2 separate regions of the Podarcis muralis genome follow, and region 2 is linked to region 1. A link is a contact called in public Hi-C data. All regions are on one chromosome and are shown on one strand. Each heading gives the region's core, a stretch centred on a gene start, on an enhancer-like site or on the middle of the called end of the contact. The rest is flanking DNA. Distances are from core to core; before and after follow the strand shown. Region 1 holds the start of AAR2 (AAR2 splicing factor). Region 2 holds the start of MYBL2 (MYB proto-oncogene like 2).

The links. Hi-C and Micro-C count contacts between places; a contact is called where the count stands out from the background.
Region 2: a Hi-C map of blood shows a contact between it and region 1, with 3 times the contacts expected there. The contact joins the promoter of MYBL2 here to the promoter of AAR2 in region 1. A contact is called at or near these places in 2 of 3 Hi-C or Micro-C datasets (blood and tail).

What each region holds. Positions count from the first base shown.
Region 1 is chr5:74,471,997-74,476,393 of rPodMur119.hap1.1, forward strand. It overlaps AAR2 (AAR2 splicing factor), which reads right to left and starts at 2,123. Exons shown (of 4, transcript XM_028734938.2): 1 at 2,007-2,123; 2 at 1. LOC144327835 (a long non-coding RNA gene) reads left to right here and starts at 2,140. Exons shown (of 2, transcript XR_013392994.1): 1 at 2,140-2,259.
Region 2 is chr5:74,897,863-74,902,259 of rPodMur119.hap1.1, forward strand. It overlaps MYBL2 (MYB proto-oncogene like 2), which reads left to right and starts at 2,121. Exons shown (of 14, transcript XM_077929240.1): 1 at 2,121-2,383. The coding sequence starts at 2,364.

The sequences.
Region 1 (4,397 bases), core at 873-3,372:
TCTAGAAAAGAGCAAACAAATCTCATCTGAATACACTTTACAAGCATGATACATATGTGACTAGGCTCTTGCTAGACTAGTCCGTGCCAAGCTTGATGGGCCACATTCCTGACTCATTCTGTAGAAGCCAGGCAAAATAATTTTCCAACTGAATTTATCTTCACTGTCCATGGGACAGAAGTTACAACTACCTCCATCAGGAAACAAGATTCAAGTCCCAAAGTAAATGGGATTTAAACAACTTATGTGTGCAGGCTTTCTGACTAATGTAGGCTTGAAGAGAAACTAGGAAGCTGCATTATAATGAGTCAGACCATTGGTCCAGCTAGCTCAGTGCTGCAAGGAGATTGTGTCAGGCATAGGTCACCAATAAAAAACACAGTGAAGTTAACTCATTACAGTGGTACCTCAGGTTACATATGCTTCAGGTTACATACACTTCAGGTTACAGACTCCGCTAACCCAGAAATAGTGCTTCAGGTTAAGAACTTTGCTTCAAGATGAGAACAGAAATCGTGCTCTGGCAGCACAGTGGCAGCAGGAGGCCCCATTACCTAAAGTGGTGCTTCTGGTTAAGAACAGTTTCAGGTTAAGTACGGACCTCTGGAACGAATTAAGTACTTAACCTGAGGTACCACTATATTCAAGAAACCAAAACAGCACAGGCCTAGTGATCCCAGCAACTCTTCCCAGTAGGTCTTGCTCCAATGAGGCAACTGCAAGGACTGGAGGTCCTCACTTTTCCCCTGCTCTCTAAAGCTCCTTCTTTCCAGGGTCTTTCCCAAGCAGTTGAAAACGGCATCAGTCCACAATCAATCTCTGCTCTGCTCTTTTCCTTTTCTCCTGTGTGTTTTTTAATGAGTCTGGAGGTGGGGGCTGGGGTGGTCACAGCGGGAGGGGGCTACTCCCTGGATTCTTCAGCAGTCTGCCTCAACTCTGCCTCTTAGCCAACCTCCTCTCTAGCATCTGCTTCAGTCTCTGCCACAGCCTCTTCCTGCTCACTAAACCGTTACCTCTTCTGCTTCTGACACCACCACCTCCCAGGCATCTCCCTCTGACCACTCCACCACCACCCTAACTCTGAGTCTTCTTCCCCTAGGGTTCCTTGGGGGATTCCTCAGCTAGTGCCTCCCACCACTCCTATGCATCCAGCCAGTCCATGACATTCACACAGGCAGGAGGAGCCTCTCCCAGCTCTACATGGGGAGATGCTATGAGTTTAACATGGGACCATCCGCATGCAAAGCATGTGCTCCAGAACTACATACAGTGGTACCTCAGGTTAAGGACTTAATTTGTTCTGGAGGTCCGTTCTTAACCTGAAACTGTTCTTAACCTGAGGTACCACTTTAGCTAATGGGGCCTCCGGCTGCTGCTGCTGCGGCCCAATTTCTGTTCTCATCCTGAAGCAAAGTTCTTAACCCGAGGTACTATTTCTGGGTTAGCAGAGTCTGTAACCTGAAGCGTCTGTAACCCGAGGTACCACTGTACTTGCCTCTGCGGCCAACAAGGGGGAAAAACAAAAGAGGAATGAAAAGGAATAGTGGTAGAAGAGTTTCTGGCAACAGGAATTTAGTCGCATGAAACTCTCCATCTCAGAGTCGTGGGCTCAAGCCCCACGTTGGGGAAAAGATCCCTGCGTTACGAAGGGTTGGACTAGATGGCCCTCGCGGTCCTTTCCAGATCATGTCTCTCAATTCACTTCTACGACCCTTCTCTCCGACTGCAACTCCTGTACCTTGAACTCCGGCTGCCCAAGGAGCACAAGTTCCACAGGTGACGCTTTATTGCCTTTATCGCTGCACCCGCGGGCTTCTAGACTCCTCGCGCAGCTCTGTTAAAGTGAGAGCAGAGGCCCTGCCCGGGTGGGAGGGAATAGAGAAGAGCAGCCTCAAGGGAAGATACTGGGGAAGTTTAGCCCGGGCCCACCGTGTGGCCGCGAAGAGGGAAAGGCGAAGGGCAGGGGATGCCACGCCCGCCCGACGCAGCCTTCGCCCACTTCTCACCTCCCTTCCGCGCCCCGAGGAAGGGAAGCGCAGCCGCCAAACTCGAGGAACTCTCGCCCCAGCAAGCCCCTGGAAACACTTGTCGGCAACTTCCGGCAACGGCGTTGGATATCCGGCGACCCTAGAGACAGGGGAAAGCGAACGACGTCCGGTCCCTCTCAAAAAGCAGTCCGGGTAGGTCCCGCGGCAGCGCCTCAAGACGTTCCGCTCTGGATGCTGAAAAGTAGCCTTTGCCGGTTGAGAGACAAGTTGGGTAAGAGGCGGAGGCGCGACGTGTTTGCTTGCTTGCTTGGAAAGTTGGCGGGATTGCGGATGTTTAATCCTCCGTCCTTTCTCCGTACCGAGAGGCTCGGCACTGTGCCAGCAGCTGCACCAAAGAAAACGCGGTGACTCCTGTGCAGGTTTCTCCGGCGCTGCGATGAGGTGTCCCTGCACACCTGCGGGCGGAGAGGACGGTTTCCGCGAGAGAAGATAATCAGTCAAACAGAGCATAAGGGATCTACTGGCCGATCTCTGGGTTATTCGCCATGGACTAGAGCAACAAAGCGTTTCTGACTCCCCGGTGGTTTTAGAATAGCAACATCCTCCCATCAGTTTAGGCAGCTGGGGTTTAGAAAGCATGGGATAACCAGGTATGGTCTCTTGTGTGAAATGGCTTTGCGCCTTGTTCAGTTCTGGTCCTGGAACCACTTTCCTAGGTCCAGATTGTGCTCGGTCAGAGGCTCCTTGTTTAATTCAAACTATTGTTTTTTGCACCTGGCTCTGGTTGGGAGATCTTAGGGTTTTTCTAGTGTGAAACCATATCTATCTGACACCAGTTTGAAGGTTTTAAACTAAGGTTACCAGATGTCCCTGGATTTACAAAGCAGTCCCCATACAAAATTCTATCATTCCTACTGAAGTTGAAAAGTGTCCCCAGATTCATTGAAAAAAATCTGGTAACCTTATTTTAAACAAGAATTCATGAAGGCTATTGGTGACTACTAACCCTAATGGCTACGTTCTGCCTCCACTGTTGCAAGCAGTGTGCTTCTGAATAATAATAAAAAAGTAAAATAACAGCAGCTGGAAACAGTAGGAAGGAAGAGTACTGTTGTGCGATGGTGGATGTTGTAATTTTCTCAAGGGCCACAGGTTTCCTGCTCCTGCTATAAGGTCTTGAAGTTATAGGTTTTTAAGAGGGTCAGATACATCTGCGTAGCAAACACCAAACAATAAAAACATGAAGTCTTTTAAAGTGATAGAGAACTCTTACTTTAGGCTCCAAGCAAGGTCCTCTGCCCGCTTCATAAAAGCTCAGTTGACTGCTCAGAAGTTTTCCTTCCAAGGACTTGGGCAAGGTTGTTTCCCAGCCCTGATATGCAAGCTTCTTTTAATTAAAGTTAAGGGAGAGACACTGTGCTGGCCATCAGGCAATGGCTTTTCCCACCTGCCTTGCCCCACCCTCCAGGCCTAGAAGCCTTTCCCAGACCATGACTTTGAGAACAGCAGAAGCATCTGGGAAGAGAGGAGTTCAGGGATATTTAAAAAATAATAATTTTGTAAGTTGTGAGTCCTTGTTTCTCAGTTTAATCCTTTTTATCGTTTTTCATGTTTTGTGGTATTTGTATGTTTTTGTGGTATTTTATGCATTGTGTCTTGCTGATACAGTGGTGCCTCGCAAGACAAAATTAATTCGTTCCGCGAGTTTTGTCGTCTTGCGATTTTTTTCGTCTTGCGAAGCACGGTGTCGGGAAAGTTTTGGAAAAGCTTCAAAAATCACCAAAGTCTTTAAAAACCTCAAAAAAGTCTACCACACCGTGTTCTATGAGTTGCTCCTCGAAGTCAAGTCGCAACTGTATTAACGGTGTTAAGAAAAAGGAAACAAACTTGCAAGACGTTTCCGTCTTGCGAAGCAAGCCCATAGGGAAAATCGTCTTGCGAAGCAGCTCAAAAAACAAAAAACCCTTTCGTCTAGCGAGTTTTTTGTCTTGCGAGGCATTCGTCTTGAGAGGTACCACTGTATTTTTATTGATTATAGTTTAGAATTCTTTACTGTATTTACTGTATCAGCCTGAATATAAGCCTCATTTCCCCCTCAAATTCTGACCGTGAAAAGTTAAAGTGTGGCTTATATTTGCAACCTTGCGGTATGTAGCCAGGAGCAGCGAGGAATGGAGTGGTTTATATTCAGGGTTTTTTGTGTTTTCTCTCTCTCTCTCTCTCCCCCCCCCCCCAATTTTAAAGGTGTGGGTTATACAGTGGTACCTCGGGTTAAGTACTTAATTAGTTCCGGAGGTCCGTTCTTAACCTGAAACTGTTCTTAACCTGAAGCACCACTTTAGCTAATGGGGTCTCCCGCTGCCACCGCGCCGCCGGAGCCCGATTTTTGTTCTTATCCTGAAGCAAAGT
Region 2 (4,397 bases), core at 871-3,370, 430 kb after region 1:
AACAGGCAACTAAGCTGCCCTGAAGACAGGGCTGGATTTACGTTTGATGAGGCCCTAAGCTACTGAAGGTAATGGGGCCCTTGATATGTCCAGGTGTCCTTTGTCAACCGCAAATTGTTGCTGGTTTTTGTGTTGTATATACTGTGGGAGGCAGTGGAAGACAGAAGTGCCTGGCGTGCTCTGGTCCATGGGGTCACAAAGAGTCGGACACGACTAAATGACTAAACAACAACAAATAGGTATCTAAAGTCATTTGCACATGCAGAATGTAGGCACACTATATATAGAAATGAGCAAACCAGTGATAATTTACGGAGCAGGCGGGGCCCATTACTTACCTCATAGGAGCCTACACAACACAAAACACTGCTGCTGTATGTAGGTTTTATTTTATTTGTTTTTTATCTTATATTTTGGAAATGTACATCCAATTTTTGGGGGGCCCCCAAGAGAGTGGAGCCCTAAGCTATAAAGGTAAAGGTAAAGGTACCCCTGCCCCTATGGGCCAGTCTTGACAGACTCTAGGGTTGTGCGCTCATCTCACTCTAGAAGCCGGGAGCCAGCGCTGTCCGGAGACACTTCCGGGTCACGTGGCCAGTGTGACAAAGCTGCATCTGGCGAGCCAGCACAGCACACGGAACGCCGTTTACCTTCCCGCTGGTAAGCGGTCCCTATTTATCTACTTGCACCCGAGGGTGCTTTCGAACTGCTAGGTTGGCAGGCGCTGGGACCGAACGACGGGAGCGCACCCCGCCGCGGGGATTCGAACCGCCGATCGAGATCGGCAAGTCCTAGGCGCTGAGGTTTTACCCACAGCGCCACCCGCGTCCCTTATCCCTAAGCTATAGCTATATGTAAATCCGGCACTGCCTGCAGATGTTGTTGGACTGGACTACAACTCCACTGCCTATAGCAGCTGCACTCAATAGGAGTTCAACATCTGGAGGACCACAGGTTCTCTTTCCCTGTACCACCTCTTGATCTCATTGGTAGCTTGCTACCCTCTTACTTTGTGTTCATCTGCCTGTTAAGGCACAATACTCCTTCGGGCACTTTTTCTCTCTTGCAGGGGCTTTCTCAGCTTTTAACATTTCAATGGCAGGCAGAAATCCAATGCGTGAAGCTTTCCCAGCACTGAACTAGTGGAGGATGGAAAAAGGCACCGCCTCTTGAATTTCTGCCTGTTGCGCAGCAGTAATGAAAGACGCAGATGCCCTGCTAGAAACAAGGATTGCAATCAATGATAGAGGGAAGCTGTGTAGGGTTAATTGTTGGACCCAAGAGTCTCCTCCGTCAAGCTCGCTTAGGGTTTGCTGGGACCCGTCACTTTCTCTCAGCCCTTTGCCTACCTCAAAGGGTTGTTAGGAGGACAAAATGGCCCGGAGTTTGTGCGCAGCATCGACACTCCGAACTCCTCTACTCTAACCTCTTGGAGGAAGGGCAGGATAAAAGTACTAAACCGGAAAGCGTGAAGCGCCGTCCACTAACCCTAAGAAACCACCCCCGCGTCGGAATTCATTAACGGGAAAAGTTACATTTTAGCAGTGCTAATAAGCGAACTCAAAAAGTGAAAGGAAAAAGGGACGCTGCTCATTCAATCTCGACACATATTTTCCTTAACAGGAGAAAAAAAACCCCCAAATAAAGAGGCGGGTTATATAAATACCTGCAATCCACAAATACAGTCTGTTTAAGAAATGTAGCAAATAATAATAATAATAATAATAATAATAATAATAATAATAATAATAATAATAATAATAATGATGATGATGATTTCGCCTATTGAAATAATAATGAGAAACCGATTGCACCCATCTTATTTCCCACGTAAGCATTTTGGCTTTTGTTTCTTCATTGCTTGCTGCAGTGTCGCAACACCATATTTCACTTTCTTAGATTTGGAGCAGACTTCTGCTCCAAGGAAAATAAAAACTTTATTATAGATAAAGAGATAATACAGTATACAAAGCTGCAACTTGCCCGCGCGCGCCACTTTTTTTTTTTTGCCCTTCCCACCTCTTCTTCCTCCGCCTCCTCTTTTTCCCTCCCAAGAATACCCTGTGTGTCGTCAGCCTCGCGCGCGCGCAGCGTCACTCCGCCGGAAAAGGTGGCTGGCTGGGGCGGAGTTGGCGCGAGATAGGAAAGTGCTTTTCGGAGTCCCGGGCGGGCGCGAGCCACGGAGCTGCAGCAGTAGCAGCAGCAGCCTGGCTTGCGCGCGCTATTCAGAGGGGGTCCTTTAGCGGCATCCGTCCCCCCATCCCCCTCCAAGTTCTGGTAGCCTTTTCTGTTCTTTTGGAAGTTTCATTTTATTATTATTTTTGGCCATCGCATGATTTGAACGCAGAGGGAAAAAAGGCAGGATGTCTCGCAGGGCTCGCTGGTGAGTTGCATTTGAGGCGGGGGGCGGGAAAAGAGAATATTGCAGCTGTTTTTGGAGGCATCGTTTAGGATGGATTGGAAAGGTGGTGGGAAATCCGTTCCCCGCCTGTTTTCTTTTCCTTTCTCTCCTCCCCCCCTCCCTTTCCCCCCCAACTGATTGACTCACCGTCCACGGTAGTGGAGCATACACAGGGATAGATCTGTAAAATTATATCGGGGATGATTTATTTGCCGCGATCTGAAAGGGGAAAGCTGCTTTAAAGGTGCTTAAAATGGCCCGCGTGAATTTGCAAGGGCGGGGAGAGGAACTTGGCTCTTTTGCGCCAAGCGGTGCGGGAGGGAGAAAGGAAGAGCGTCACTCTGCTTTCCCTAGTGATCTATTTTGTCCTTTTTTCATCATCATTATTAGTATTAAGCTGATCCTTTTGCAAGGAAGAGCAGTTCGGTTATGAAAGGGATCGTGGGCCACAGTCTGGAGCGGGACCCCCCCAGATCTTGTTTAGAGGCCTTCTGGTGCTAAAGCAAGGAGAGGAACTGATAACGAGCTGGCAAAGACTTGAATTGGGATTGCCTGGATGGTGGACCTAATGGTTGTTATATGAGGACTGCCAGGTCCAGCTACCAGGTGGGGGTAGTTGGGAAAGCTGTGAAAAATCATGGCTTATGGCTGCATCCTAAACTCACTTTACTGGGCGGGGTAGGCCCCACTGAATTCAATAGCGCTTACTTCTGAGTAGACACACTGTATCTGTGAGGAGACTACTGGGAATGTTCTGGCCATTTAGGGTGCTGTGAGTTTGACCAAGCTGCGGGAGGCAGTGGAAGACAGGAGTGCCTGGCGTGCTCTGGTCCATGGAGTCACGAACGACTAAACAACAACAACAATGATGTGTGAAAGGCAGCATGGCATTACTTATATTATTTGGTGTTGCGTTTATAGCTCACATTTTTTCCAAGGTGTTTAAAATGGTGTGCATGGATCTCCCCTTTCCCTGTTGAGCCACATAGCAAGTTACCTGTGAGGTGCATTAGGTTGGGAGACCAACCATCATGGTTGAGGGGGAATTTGGACCCTGGTCTAGTCTAACACTCTAAATAAGCACTGCACATGTAAGTGGCCTAGATTCCTGCTTTTGGGCCAAACTAGGGATGTGGAAGGACGCGGATGGTGCTGTGGGTTAAACCACAGAGCCTAGGACTTGCCGATCAGAAGGTTGGCGGTTCGAATCCCGGCGACGGGGTGAGCTCCCGTTGCTCGGTCCCTGCTCCTGCCCACCTAGCAGTTCGAAAGCACGTCAAAGTGCAAGTAGATAAATAGGTACAGCTCTGGTGGGAAGGTAAACGGCGTTTCCGTGTGCTGCTCTGGTTCGCCAGAAGTGGCTTAGTCATGCTGGCCACATGACCCGGAAGCTGTACGCCGGCTCCCTCGGCCAATAAAGCAAGATGAGCGCCGCAACCACAGAGTAGGTCACGACTGGACCTAATGGTCAGGGGTCCCTTTACCTTTACCTTAGGGATGTGGAACCTGTGGCCCAAGGACGTGGGTTGGCCTCCAATTCCCATTAACCCCAGCCAGCGAGGCCAATGGTCAGGAGTGAGGGAGTTGTAGCCCAACAACATCTGAGGGTCTTGGACTTACCAGCCCTAGCCTAAGCCGCTTTGCCCACTAGGAATATTTGTGCAGGGATCTTTTTGAATCCTTCCATAAAAATATTCATGAATATTCTAACTGGCTGAGAGATTGGATGAGGTTTTTACCTACCCCTAGTGGTGTTGTTTTAATTTAGTTTATTTGGTTGGGTGTATATCCCACTTGATCTTGAGGACTTGGGCGAGTCATATAGTGACTTGGTGAGTCATACGGTGACTGTTCTACCAAAACTCTGGCTACCAAAAATCTGTTGGAATAACAATGTCTTGTGCTTTGGTAAGCCTCCAGAGAGAGACAATTCCAAAGATGAGGACAGCAGCTGGATTTGCAAATGGAATCAGTGGTTTTGAAATAACATATAAAA